3 separate regions of the Zea mays genome follow, and all the other regions are linked to region 1. A link is a contact called in public ChIA-PET and Hi-C data. All regions are on one chromosome and are shown on one strand. Each heading gives the region's core, a stretch centred on a gene start, on an enhancer-like site or on the middle of the called end of the contact. The rest is flanking DNA. Distances are from core to core; before and after follow the strand shown.

Region 1 (4,452 bases), core at 1,331-3,830:
GAATTTCTCCCTGTAGTAGCCAAGCCACAAAATAGTTTCACAGATCACGGATGGAGTCATTGGCATCACAGTTGACTTGGTTGCAACTTGCGAAGTATACCCAGAGGTATTTGTTTGGAATTACAATATGTATATATTATATAATCCAACAATTTTTTTAAAAATTTGTTGGATTATATAATATATACATATTGTAATTCAAACAAACACCCTCTAAAACTATCTCTAGCAGATCGTACATATAGTCATACAAAAAATTATATTGTAGTGTAGACTGTAATATTCACAGATTGAAATTTAAAATATAAGATGAAATAAAAGATAGGATGGGTAATTTGCTGAAAACGGTCTAATGGGATGTTCGGTTATAGTGACTAAAGTTTAACTCGTGTCATATAGAATGCTTAAATGTCTACTATGAATATTAAATTTATCTAATTATACAACTAAAGACTAGAAGCCGAGACAAAAATTTTAAGCCTAACACATGATCAAATAATTGACTAATTATGTTTAAAAGGCTTATCTTGTCGTTTAGTTCTCATCTACATAATTAGTGTTGTAATTAGACTATATTTAGTATTTTTTAACTAGTATCCGAACATTACATGGGCTAACATAGATGAAAATGCGTAATGAGTTCAACCAATATCCGTCTTTTTCTACCTTGTGTAAAACTTATTTACATATGTGCTCATCAGCAGAGCAGCCAAGGTGTAAACAGAGTAATCTAGCTAGGGCGGCAAATCATGGCTGTGGTGCTCGGGCGCATGCGATGGCCTCTCGGACCAGGGCATCCAGTGGGTCTATACATTTCTTGAGAAGAGGGTCATCATCAGGCAAAATGCCTACAAGGTCATCGGACGCAAGGATTATCGAATTGACAGCTCTCACAAGAAGAACCTGCAGCGACACTCGCAACAGGTTTCTCGCACCTTCCATGTCCCCCTTCCCGAATGCAGCCACTGATGGTAACACTGTACGCTCCATGGAAGCCTTATCTGGACATAGCACCTCAAAACCCTAACCAGCAAATTTAAAAAAGGAACAGTTTAAACCATATGAAATTGGATGGCTGAAGAATATTATTCCCCAAGGGAAATATCAAATCCAATACTTTTCCAAGCCATCTCACAAGAACGAAACAAATGTCATTTTGAACAACTTATCATTGGACTGGCAAACCAGGAATGGACAACCTACAAATTACAGTGGTCCAGCAGAGCTGCTGTTATCGATCTTTTTGGGACTGAGCTTTCAGACAAAGGGAGGTATCATAAAAAGTGACTGGGAAAAATCTGACCACCCATCACTGACGTAGGAGCTGAGCTGTCTAATTTGTAGAAAATACATATGCAGTGATGTGGTAATTGTCATTCAACATCCTGCTAGTCTGTTTTTCCAGATATATAAATAAAAAATACATAGCACAAATAACGTTTTTCTTTTAGACAAAGGGATCAGCCTAACTTATATCGACAGCCAACATAACACCTCTTTACTTACATTGAAGTGGAGCTATCATTTCGTTCAAAAAGGGAGATATCATATTATCAATAAGCATATGGTAATTGATGAAAAAGAAGATGTTTACCTGGCTCTCCAACTTGTCTAGGTAACAGTTTGTAGCCAATTTATTGTCAGTGAAGAGAACTCCCACACGGACATTACTTCCATACTCAACAGGTTTCAAGTTAGCAGCTTTGAGTTCCTTCACAACGCAATCACCAACATGGATGAACGGAACCGAGCAACCCTGCGAAATCTCATCATGCCAGGCATGTAAGAACTGGCATGGCATAACAATACAGCATGCTCCAGATTGCTCCAAGAAGAGCCTCTTCTGCCTTAACTTCCCAAGAGCAATACTGGCACTGCAGCCAGAAGTGGATTGGGTTCCAGATGGCAACAGCTCTTTCTTGACAAGCGGGTCATTGCAGATGATGAACGGAGGTGCCTCTTCTCCACCTCCAGTGCTCCAACTCACAAATTTCTCTAAAAATCTGAGGCAGGAAGAGGAAGACGCACCCATCACTCCGACTGCGCCTGATGGATGGCAAGTCCCAATGTAAGGTCCACTTCTTGAAGCTGAGGAACTTGCATCCAAATCCTTTGGTTCAGGGGGATCAATTGCATGGTCGGTCTTGAGAACAATTGGGGATGGTCTTGCATTATAAGCAAAACGTGATGACTGGGACCTACAAGAGGCCCATCTTCTTCGTGAACCACCCACACGATGGAACGAATCAGATAAGGAGCAACGAGGATATACGGCTATGCTCCTGCAAGAACAGGTTTTGAATCACTGTGTAAAAGCTGCGGCATTCTAGATCACAGACACTAAGCACCAGTAAACACAAAGCTGGATTCCAAGAAGTAGCATACAGAAACGGACCTCTGCAAAGACATCTGAACCATGGGAGTAAAGGTCTCTCAGGTCTGAACACCAGTCTCGTGACAGGATGTAGGGAGAGTGAGTGACGAAGGATGCAACTGGAGAGGCAGAACTAGGATCGGGAGACTATACCTCTTCTTCCCAGAAGACGGATGGCTGGTTTTAGATCTTAACAGCTATTAGCTACTAGTAAACAAGGACAATACCAAATGCACATGTATTACTCAGACTGGCTAATAGTAACAATCATTGTAACAGCAGGAAGGAGGGAACAGACAGAGTGGAACCTCAATTATTGAACTGGAATGAAGAAGGTGTCTGTTTTTATGTATTATAAGGAGGGTTCTAACCAAGAGGGAGGCGACGTGGAAGATTGTGACTGGTTACTTGGAAACTGCCTCACGTCTCAACCAAAGAAGGTTATCTCTTCAGCACACAGCAAACATCAACTTCCATCTCCCCTGGCATTGCTGGCTTCTAAAGATTCACCATCAGACTTTTCAGCTGTTAAAAAGGGTAGTAAAAAAAATCATCGCTCCAGTTTTCCGTCGGCAAAAAGGCAAGAAAGGAAGCCTACAAGATATAGACGACTCCAAGGGTCAATACTCACATGATAGTGGGGCTCATCTCATCTCCCCACATGTGGTGTAATCATCTGCCCCTGCCAGACACCAATAGAGAGCAAGAGACAGGGCAACAGGGGCCACTTGCAGCTGCATATGCGTACAACAGCACAAAATGCTAGGAGCCTAGGTCAGCAATATTGCTGCAAATGACGGAACACCTTGTAAATTGGGAAAAGGTGTAACCACTGCATGTGTCCTCGTTTGCTCGTTTCAATCTGTATGATTGATGTTTATCAGCTGGCAGTTCTGAACAATTTCTTTCATAACTCCAGATACCATCACCTCAAAATGAAAATCCAAACACAAAAGAATAATAACTAACTCAGAATTTGTCAGTAAATTACAACTTTCCACCCTTGTAAGAAAATATACTACAATTTTATTGGACACAACGTAAAACTGAAACCTGCCTAAACAGTAGAACTTTTCAACCTCAATGAGTCACCATGGCGTAGGTTCGAAACAGTATCTCCACGTACAGAGGAAAGCTTGCCAATTTATCTCTTTTCTAGACTCCACTCATGTAGAAGCCTTCGGCACTGGATCTTTTTTTTAAACATCAGAATTATTGGGGGGAAACAAGGTCTAGCTGTTTTTGGTAAACATTACAGAGGTGGCCTTTGTGAACTGTAAATCATGGTTTAAAAGGCGGCTAGGCGGAACTAGGCGCCCAGCCACCGCCTGACCGCCTAGGCGACTTAGGCGGGTGCCTAGGCGACGCCTTAGTAGCTGTTACAAACAGCTGTTAGCCTTTTACAAAATACCAAACAACCAAAGTACCAAACAGCTGTTACAGTTACAGCTCATAAACTAGAAATCATCACAAATTCACAATAGCACAATAGTGGATCTGAAATAGCCACAAAGTAGTTTCTAAAGGAACAATAGCAAGTCACAAAATTTAAAACAGCACAATACCAAATCTGAAATAGCCACATAGATAGTTTGTAATGACATAATTAATAGTAACTAGCTGCAGTTAGTAATGCAGCAAATATGCTAATGCAATCTAGCAATAGCTACTCTCCCGTCGCTCAAAAATCATCATCAAACTCTCCTGGGATATTGGGTGCCTCCCCTTCTTCACCATCATTGCCACCATTAGATTCATCTTCACAATCTGTGATTTCTGCATCATCATGTGGAACATCTTCTTCATCTTCATCTTCCTCTTCAGCCTCTGACATATTTTGTGCAGCAACAGAATTTCTTCTTGAATACACATTATGGGCCCTTCTTGGTAAGTTTCGGCCACGAAGTGCTTGTGATGCTCCAATGGCATTATCCACAAGGTCCCATGTAAGGTCACACTCACACCCACGCCCACCTTCAGGGACTACATGCAAAGAATCAGCCCACTCATTGTCCCAGTCGAAGTCCTCATGAACCAATGGATCAAAGTTTTTCCCCTTCTTCTGGCGTAGTTTTTGG
Region 2 (4,452 bases), core at 807-3,306, 180 kb before region 1:
CAATAAGTGGCTTATTGACAAGAACCTTCTCCAATGTCCATTCGAGGGGAAACTTAGTAGCACGATAAAGGCGCAGCTCCTTCTTCTTGTTTCCCTCTGGCATCATATAAATCTAAGAGAGAGAGAGAGAGAGAGAGAGAGAGAGAGAGAAGAGAGAGAGAGAGAGAGAGAGAGTTAGTATTTGGACATCATCATAGATGGTTATTGTTCTGTCAAGTAGATTTGAAGTTAAAGAATCTACCTCGTTCTCATACTTGAACACAAAAGGATATGACAGATGCCATGCCTCATCTAGTGCAATGCCAAGAAATTCCCACGTTGCACCTTGGTCGAAGCTTCTTGCAACTCCAATATCACCTTGCATTGAGGTTGTTGTTTTTGTTTCAAAGAAAATAAATAGTGTGTCCCCCTAGGAGATGCATAGTAGCGTATCAGAATGAGAGCTAGCAGGCGAAAATGCAAGCCTGGAAAATAGTATCTCAACTTAAGAATGCTACTCATTGGACAAAACCTAGCAAATAATTATCAAGAATGCATTTAGTCTGATAAATAGCATTTGTAGAAACTTTCTCCTCCTGCGTGGTTATACATATTCTACCAAGGAAAGATGTTATTGACAAGTAGATAGTGGAAGTGGTACCTGTTTACAGATCAACTTCTAGATTAATGGTTTCAAGCTTCCTATGTACCTAAGCAAAGCACATTTCGGTGTCTATCTCAACTAGATCTGAATCCTTTCATGAACTAAAACTCCCTGGGTACTATCTTATCATAGGATATTAGTTCATCCCAAACCATGCTTACATACTAGTAGTATACTGCACATCATAGAGTAGCAGCCACTACATGGTGGGCCTAACTTTGTATGCCTCAACTGAGACAAGGCAGTTACAAATTTTTTTTCACACGCTAGTAAGACACTGTCAATGGTATTCAGGCAATCAGCCAAACAGCATTATCTGTTATGTGCCTGACTAATCTGTGTCCTCTTAAGTATCCAAAAACCAAACACTAAACCCTCAAGCCCTGCGTGGGTGCTGAATTGTCGAATACAGCGACATCACCAATTCAGTAAGCGAGCCTGAATTTATTATTTTTCTCACTGATTTGCTCCCATAGCTTAGGCAATTTGCAAACCATCCCTACATCTACGCGAAGCAGAGTTCCACCCCGGGGAGGAGCGGCAGAACAAGCAGCAGCAGTGCCTCTGCCTCACCTCGACGTAGAGGAACGGGTCGGCGACAAAGTTGCTCGGGTACCCCGCCTCCGTCGCAGTCCCGCAGGTCAGGACGGGGTTCGCCACCGGCCACGCCGAGCTGTTGCCATTGCTCCTCCCTTCCTGGCCACCAAAATTACACCCCAGACAAGAGTAAGCACTCGAGGCGTCAACCTACTCACACACCACAACGACGCACGAAAGGAGCTGTTTTTAAGCTGAGCGGTGAGCGCCGCACGCCGCCTCACCAGCTCGATGGGACGGAGCGCGAGGGGGCTGCTGCCGTAGAACATGCCGACCGCCCACGACCCCTCGCCGTCGGGGCGGCACCCGACGGCGCCCGAGTCGGGGAGCCGGAACGACGAGACCACCAACCAGAAGTAGAACCCTCCGACGAGCGCCGCCGTGGCCGCCGTGGCCAGCAGGAACGAGGCGGCCGGCGGCCGCGCGGCCGCCGTGCGCACGCCGCTGCTCGGTGGTCTCATCGCGCCTCCTCGCCGCGCAGCCTGGCTAGCCATGCCCCGACGACGCCCGCCACCGGCCGTAGCATCGACCGCCCGATCGGATCCCGGGCTGCCTCTGCCCCTCTCTCTCTCTCTGTATGTTTGTCTGTCTCCCCAAGTCCGCCCGCAGCCCGCCGAGCTGGATCAGCTTGACTAGGCAATTATTTAAGCGAGAAAAAGCGAGGCGGCAGCGGCCGGCAGAGGATTAGCGGGCAATTAACGGGCGATTAATTAATCAATATATCGGGCAGCGAGCCAGAGCCTCCTCGCGGTCCTAGTGGCGACCTGCTTTGCCGGGGAGGTGAGGCGCGACGGCTGACGACCAAAGCGGACGGACGGCAGGGGGTCATTTGGATGCCGCGCTACTGCTTCGACCAAAGGAGTGAGGGGTTTTCGGTGGTGACGGCATGTTTGACAGGATGCAGCACGGTCTTCGATTTCCGAATTTGTCTTCGCTATTTCAAACATCTTTGATTTTTTTCCCAGAGTTTGATAATGACTTTTGTCCAAGAAAGTGATATAACGTGGGCATCCGTCCCTCCGGACTCCGGACTCCGGGCTCGCCCGCAAGCAAGCGCGGCCTCCTCCGCGCGTCCCGTCCGCGGGACTGCGGGAGCTCCGTCGTTGCGCTATTTCAATTATTTCAACGGCTGATGTGATATAAACTAAACTTTAATTAGATAACATATTCGCTTAGTTTTAATTTGTATCGACTTTTAATGTTTCTACATTATTTTTGTTTCTCTAGAGTCAAAACAGCCGCCTTTACGAGGACGGTGGACTACCTGGCAGTAGAGATAGTTTGTCCGGCGGCAAATTCGATGATAGGGCGCGGCCAGCGAGCGAGGAAAGAGTGACAACCGGTACACGGTGTCAACTGTCGACGGCGGGAACGAAAGTGGAAGTTTAGGTCACCGGCGGACTGGGATTAGGAAAGGATCGGCAAACAGCAGCGGGGATGGACGGCCGGTGGTGAGGTCGCCAGCGAGCGAGCATCGAGCAAGGTGAACGAGAAAGAACTGTGTCCAGACACTAGCATTTGTTCGGACGCTAGTACGGCCGTTTTGTGCTAATGATGTGACCGCTCTATTTCTACTACCACACAAATTTCAGACCAGATTTTACCCGGTTAAATACTTCGATCTTTGGTTGTCGTTGCCATGATTTTCTGTAGCTTCCGGGACATGCCCAAAATGCTTCGGCTGCTTTCCCGTCATCAAAACTTCCGCACTTTAGCAATCAATTTACCCTTTGTAACACTATAAAAATCATTAAATAAAAATAGTGCATTTAGTTAATAATGATATTTATGATAATTAATTTTCTTTTAAGTATTCGTTATTTATTTGCCTTTAGAATGATTTTTTATGCTCATGATTAATTTTGAATATTAAATATCATTTCTTCTTAAATTTAAATTTACATAAATAATATAATAAATATTAGTCTAAGAATTAATATTTTATTTATAAATAATTTTGGTTTGATTATTATGAATTTTATGATTATTTGAATAGGTATTTCGAAATTAGAAAAGAAAAAAAAGAGAAAAAAAACAAAACCCTAATCCTAATCAGCCCACTAGGGGCCCAACTAGAAGGAGTTGTCGCCCCTAACCCTAGCCTCCTCTCCCTGGCAGCCGCCGCCACCCCCTGGCCCCACCTTCTCTCTTCCTCCCTCTCTTCTCTGCTTGCCCGCGCGCGCCGCCCAGGACCCGGCCTCGGCACCCCGCGCCACCCGCGTGCACCCGAGCGCCCCTGCCCCACGCCCGTGGAGCAGCGCCCCACGCCCAGCCACAGGACCGAAGCCATCGGTGCCCCGCGCAGCCGACCGCCAGGACACCGACCGGCGCCCTGCCCCGACGCTGCCGACGTCGCGCCCATGGAACCTGCGCAGCCGTGCGCGACCCAGACCCCGATGAGCAGCCGCCTGCGCCGAGTCCCGCCCGCGTCCGAAGTCCAAGCGACCCCGCCGACCGTTCGTCTTTGAGTTATTGGAGATTCAACTCGTATGTTTCTCCCTCCATTCAAGCTCCTTGAACGCCATTAATGGCTTTGAAGCCGACCGGCACCGTTACCCCCTCCCCTCGGCGTCTCTCTCTCCCTCCCGCTCTCTATAAAAACCCAGCCACGCCATGGAGCTCTCCCTCCCCAGCCAAGCCTCCTCCCTTCCTCCCCCAAGTTCTCCCTCGCTCCTCACATTCGCGTCCTGCTCTTTGGACCACGCCGGACTGCCTCGCCGGAACCTCGCTAGTGTCAACGCCACCGCACCAGAGCCCGCGCAGCACCCCGTCAAGAACCCCTGCCCATGCGCAGCAGCACCACCGCTCGCCGTCGTGCCTCGCCGGAGTTCGTCCACGTCGTTCACCATCCGTGGAACCTCACCGGAGATATGCCCGAACACTCACCGACGATCGCGCCGTTCCCTGCCCGTCGAACCCCGCTCGTCGACGTTCATCCCTGCGCATGAGCGAACCCAAGGTTGAAGACAACCCCAACCCGTTAATTTATTGTCTAAATCATGTGTTGAATTAATATATGAATTTGTGAATAATCGTTGTAATATTATGCGACTTGGCGATTCATGTATGATTTTAGAGATTCCGATGTATACGTGCAACCAAAATCGAACCCCGCGACAATATTTAAATATACGTATGATTTTATAATTCTAAAAATGAACACGGTCACTATTCACTACGTCAGTGATTTTCATACTAAAAATGTTTATAAT
Region 3 (4,452 bases), core at 1,429-3,928, 160 kb before region 1:
CCCCCGTATATACCCTGTGAGACCATATATACTGCCATCTACAAACCTTCCATGCTCCACGCTTTACGATGCTACGACAAATCAGGTTCTCCACAGAATGCATCGGGCTCAAACGACCTTGCAGCAGCGTCGCTGTACACTCCCGGGATAGACCTTCCACCTGTATTTCCATAAGGTTCCTTTGGGGTTTCCGTGTTCACGTACAGAAGAATGCAAAGGATCAGGGAGCCTGCCAGACCCACCAAGGTGAACTTCACCCTGTTTAGCACAGGCTTGACCTAGAGCATAAAAAAGAAGGAAAAAAACAATGCTTAGTAGCAACGCAAAAGATTTTTTTCCCAACGATGCTATGATGTTTTTTTGGTATTGCAATTTGTAACGTTTTCAGAAAACAGATGCACCAGATAACACCCAGACCCAGACTCAGGTGTAGGTCCAGAGCACAGCCAAGTTCATGATATGGTCATATTTCCCTGAGGGGATATCACAGCTCATGCCATGTGCATGTAAAGTTCAGTGTTCACTCAATAAGCTTTATGGCATGCAGCTGATACTCAATGGAAAACAAAGAGCTAACTGATCATAAAAGAATGTTGCGTTTACAGAAGTCAGTAAGTACAACTTACAGAAAATGAGCCTAGAAGCCGATCACGAGCTAAAACTTCTGGAGTTTTAACCCATATCTGCCAAAGGTAAGAAATGATTTTAGCACCAAAAGTTAACCCTGGTGTGATGAGCCAAGTATAATGAATTCCATGCATACAAATTTTTATTAAGAAGAATACAAGTACTTATCAAGAATAAGATCAAACGAAGCGGAAAACCACAAACCATCTTGACTAACACTAGTAAAACAAATTTACAGAAGCACCATAAGGATGTGTGTACATGTTTTTCTCCTCCTTTTCGAGACAGCTGTCTGCATGTTACAACAACTTACAAGGACTAAAATAACTCAGCAATTCTACATCAATGCTTAATTTACAAGGAAGCACTTGCTATAATATGAAACAGCGGTAGATTAACACCTCACGTTTTTCTATGGCATGAATATCAATAATGTCAGGCTTGATAAAGATAAAGCAACAGAAAACAGCCGCAGAAGTTTTTTCAGTGGGTGAATGTTAATTTTGCCCTAAGGACATATCCCCATGGGATCCGTGTACAGCCGGAGAGAGGTGCCCTCAATATTTCTCTTTCCTGCTCACATGCTTCCTCGTATGCATCCAAGTATCCAACGATGGATGCACACGGGGCCCATAGGACCATAGGGGCACATTTTCAGTATCTGTTTTGGTGGCACTAAGTGTGTATCAATGGTTGGATGATTCCCCGTAGTTTTCTAGATCATATTCCTTTTGTCCAATTGTTTGTATCACCAAAACATTTCAAGGCCTAACCAAGCAGCAAGTCAGCTCTAGCCTCTAGAAATGATCCCCGTTCTACCTGAGTGACACGGAGTACCTCTAAGTACTACAGTTCAATCTAGAAATTTATTAGAAAATTAGGATCAAGTACAAGAAAGGACGGGATCAACAGAAACATCTCACCTGACCATCATACCATCCCGTCTCCTCATCTGAATCAGATACGATACGGACTTCAGAGTAACGCAATGCAGACTAGCAGAAAGGAGAACAGAATTAATTCGGATTCCTCACACTCCACTGTGGCGCTGAGCAGGCGGTTGCCGACGTAGGCCCACCCGAGGTACATCCGCACGACAGCGAGCGTGACGGCGAGGATCCCGGACCCCGTGGCACCGAGCGCGAGGTGCAGAGCGTCGCCGCCGGCCCCGCCGCGGCCCCCGAAGGCGGCGACCGGGAGCCCGACGAAGAGCGCGACGGCGGCGCCCGTGAGCGCGAGGCGGGAGCAGTAGACGCGGAGGCCCCCCGCCGCCCAGGAGAAGGGCAGGGAGGCCGCAAGCGCCTCGTACTCGTTCACGGGGAGCTGGTCCGGCGGCACCGGGCACCAGTCGATCTCCGGCGAGGAGGAGCTCCCGTTCCGCGACGGCGGCGTCGCGAAGCAGCGGCGGCGGTGGCGCGGGGGCCAGGGCACCCGTCGTGTGCCGCTCGCGTGGAGACTGGGGCTTGGGTTCGGGTGCAAGGGGAGCGGGAGGAGACGCGCGTGGATGGGAGCGGCCATGTGGAAGTGGAGGTGGAAGCCTGGAAGAGAAGCGAGCGAGGTGTCGCGAAGCAACGGCTCGCCGTCTCGGGCTCGGCGTCGGTTTCGTTCCCTTCGTGGAGCTTGCGTGGCCGCCTCCTGCTCTCGCTCGCAGACCACGGACGGAAACTGTATCTCAGACTAAGTCCAACAGAGGATCCAAATCCAACTTAAAACCCAAAATAGATTCTAAATAGACACGGTTTGCAATCCATATCTTCTTCAACAGACTATCTAAAGTCGAGCCCTATTATGGGCTTTCACTCGTGCGTGATCTATATACCGAGACTCTGCAAGCACAAATTGGTCACGCGTTACCAACAGCGGTACTCGAAGAAACAACGGAAAGAGACGGAACGAAGGATAGAAAAAAAAAACAAGAAGCAGCGGCGGGCCGACAGCAAGAGTCGAGGGCCAATACAACTTGCACGCCGCAACCACCGCTGAGTTCAAGCGACCACTAGGGCGAGAGCGGTGCTTCGCCACCGGAAAGAGAGAAGGAGAAAGTTGCTGGAGGTGGATAGCGCCGGGAGAACTGTTGGGGCGAAGGCGAAGATGCTACCCTTCGCTCGATGTCTTCGCCAGTCTCGCTGCACCAACGGAGGCGAAACGACCGGCGGGTTCCACCCTTCGTCCACTACACTGCAAGACGAAGGCCTACGACGAGGTCGCCCCGTCCCCCGTCCTCGTCCAACCCGGAGGCCCACGTGGAATTCGGCCCATTGTAACAGGCCCCGCGCAGCTAAGTGTGTTACGGGCCCAATTTGTAATGGCTTTTCTGTAATGACAGTCTGTAACCCCACTTTATGTGAATATTTCGGGGATAGCCTAGGTGCCTGAGGGCACATGCGTCCTTACTCCAAGACGTTAGGCACTCAGGCAACTATAAATACCCCCGTACAGTGCCCTTGAGAGGCTGGATTGACAGAGCAATTGCCATCTCGAGCTAAAACCTTGTTTGCATTCCTCTTACTCCCCCGTTGGATCATCTTGCCCAGGAGAGCAAGTTCCAACATTTGGCGCCCACCGTTCGTGCTACGAAAAAACCACCCGCGATGGCACCCAAGAGAGCTAGCTCGAAGGCAGCCCCATCCGTTGACGAAGCAGCGAAGGCAGCGCTGCTGGCCGAGAAAAAGGGCAAGGCCCTTGCAGACACCACCCACCAAGAAGCCTGCGAAGATGACGCACTCAGCAAGAGACAGCGCAATGATCAGCCAACTCCCGAAGGCACCGCCCACACCTGCAGCTCCAGAGGATGACCACAAGCACCCCTAGGCTTTGCTCCACTAGAGGGCGAGGACGCCACAGAGGATGCCAAAGTTATCAGGGTTTCAGCAGAAGAACAGCTGCAGCTGCGGGCTTTGCGCATCAAGAACCGTAACCTTCAGAAGCAGAAAGAGATCCTCGAGGCCAAGCGCCAACGTGTCTCTACGCAGGCCAAAGTGCGCCAGATGATATGTGACGAGGAGCAGAGGGCTCAGGAGCTTGAGCAAGAGATTGCGCTCATGCAACGCGAAGGCCAACATGATCTGAACATGGCCCACCCCCCCCCCAACAGCGCGCGCCAATCAGAGACCTATTCATTCTTCAGCGCGGACCCGTCATCCCGCACGCCACAGCATTCCAAGGCGTCAACTACCTTGATGAGCGGAGTCCTCTGGCGCCGCACCTGCAAGTGTCACCATGGCCCGCCAACTTCAGGGCAGGGACCTACCCCAAGTACAATGGCATCACCGACCCAGCACAGTATATCATGAGCTATCAAGTCGCCGTTGCATCATCCGGAGGGGACGATGCCACAATGGCCAAGTCATTCATCATCGCCCTCGAAGGCCCGGCTCTAACCTGGTACACCAGGTTGCCCCCGTTGTCCATCAACTCCTGGAGAAGTCTCCGGGACAAATTTCTGCTCAACTTCCAAGGGTACCGCCCAGACACCGATGCCTTGGCCGAATTGTCACTCTGCAAGCAGCTGGAGAAAGAAACTCTGCGGAAGTACTACCGCAAGTTTCTGACTCTCAAGTCACGACTGCCTTCGGTTGATGACCAAATTGCCATTCACTACGCCATCAGTGGCCTTCGGGCTGGCGTCCTTTACAGCCACTGCATCAGGGATCCACCCAAGAACCTCCAGGAGCTCTATCAGCTGTTCGAAAAATACGCCAGATCTGAAGAGCTCCACCAGCGCAAGGTCGAGTCCCAGAGGAAACCCAAGGACCCTCCGCAGTCCAGCCGAACGTGGACAAGACCTTCGCAATCAGACTCCGGTCGGGACAGCCGCAGTCAGCA

The links. A called contact is a pair of places that touch in the nucleus more often than the background predicts. ChIA-PET counts read pairs in DNA pulled down with a chosen protein or histone mark.
Region 2: a contact with region 1 is called in an H3K4me3 ChIA-PET map of seedling, with 9 times the contacts expected there. The contact joins the promoter of LOC103635268 here to the promoter of LOC100193653 in region 1. A contact is called at or near these places in 4 of 25 Hi-C or Micro-C datasets (ear, leaf and tassel) and 1 of 3 datasets of contacts at active chromatin or transcription factors (seedling).
Region 3: a contact with region 1 is called in a Hi-C map of leaf, with 5 times the contacts expected there. The contact joins the promoter of LOC103635266 here to the promoter of LOC100193653 in region 1. A contact is called at or near these places in 8 of 25 Hi-C or Micro-C datasets (bundle sheath, ear, endosperm and 3 more).

What each region holds. Positions count from the first base shown.
Region 1 is chr8:63,381,756-63,386,207 of Zm-B73-REFERENCE-NAM-5.0, reverse strand. LOC100193653 (aspartate-glutamate racemase family) reads right to left here and starts at 2,580. Exons shown (of 3, transcript NM_001138747.1): 1 at 2,396-2,580; 2 at 1,595-2,282; 3 at 558-1,023. The coding sequence starts at 2,418. The coding sequence ends at 748.
Region 2 is chr8:63,562,612-63,567,063 of Zm-B73-REFERENCE-NAM-5.0, reverse strand. LOC103635268 (glucosamine inositolphosphorylceramide transferase 1) reads right to left here and starts at 2,056. Exons shown (of 4, transcript XM_020542424.2): 1 at 1,465-2,056; 2 at 1,217-1,339; 3 at 242-409; 4 at 1-112. The coding sequence starts at 1,734.
Region 3 is chr8:63,538,243-63,542,694 of Zm-B73-REFERENCE-NAM-5.0, reverse strand. LOC103635266 (DUF1230 family protein) reads right to left here and starts at 2,678. Exons shown (of 4, transcript XM_008657759.3): 1 at 1,662-2,678; 2 at 1,551-1,579; 3 at 627-683; 4 at 1-278. The coding sequence starts at 2,145. The coding sequence ends at 72.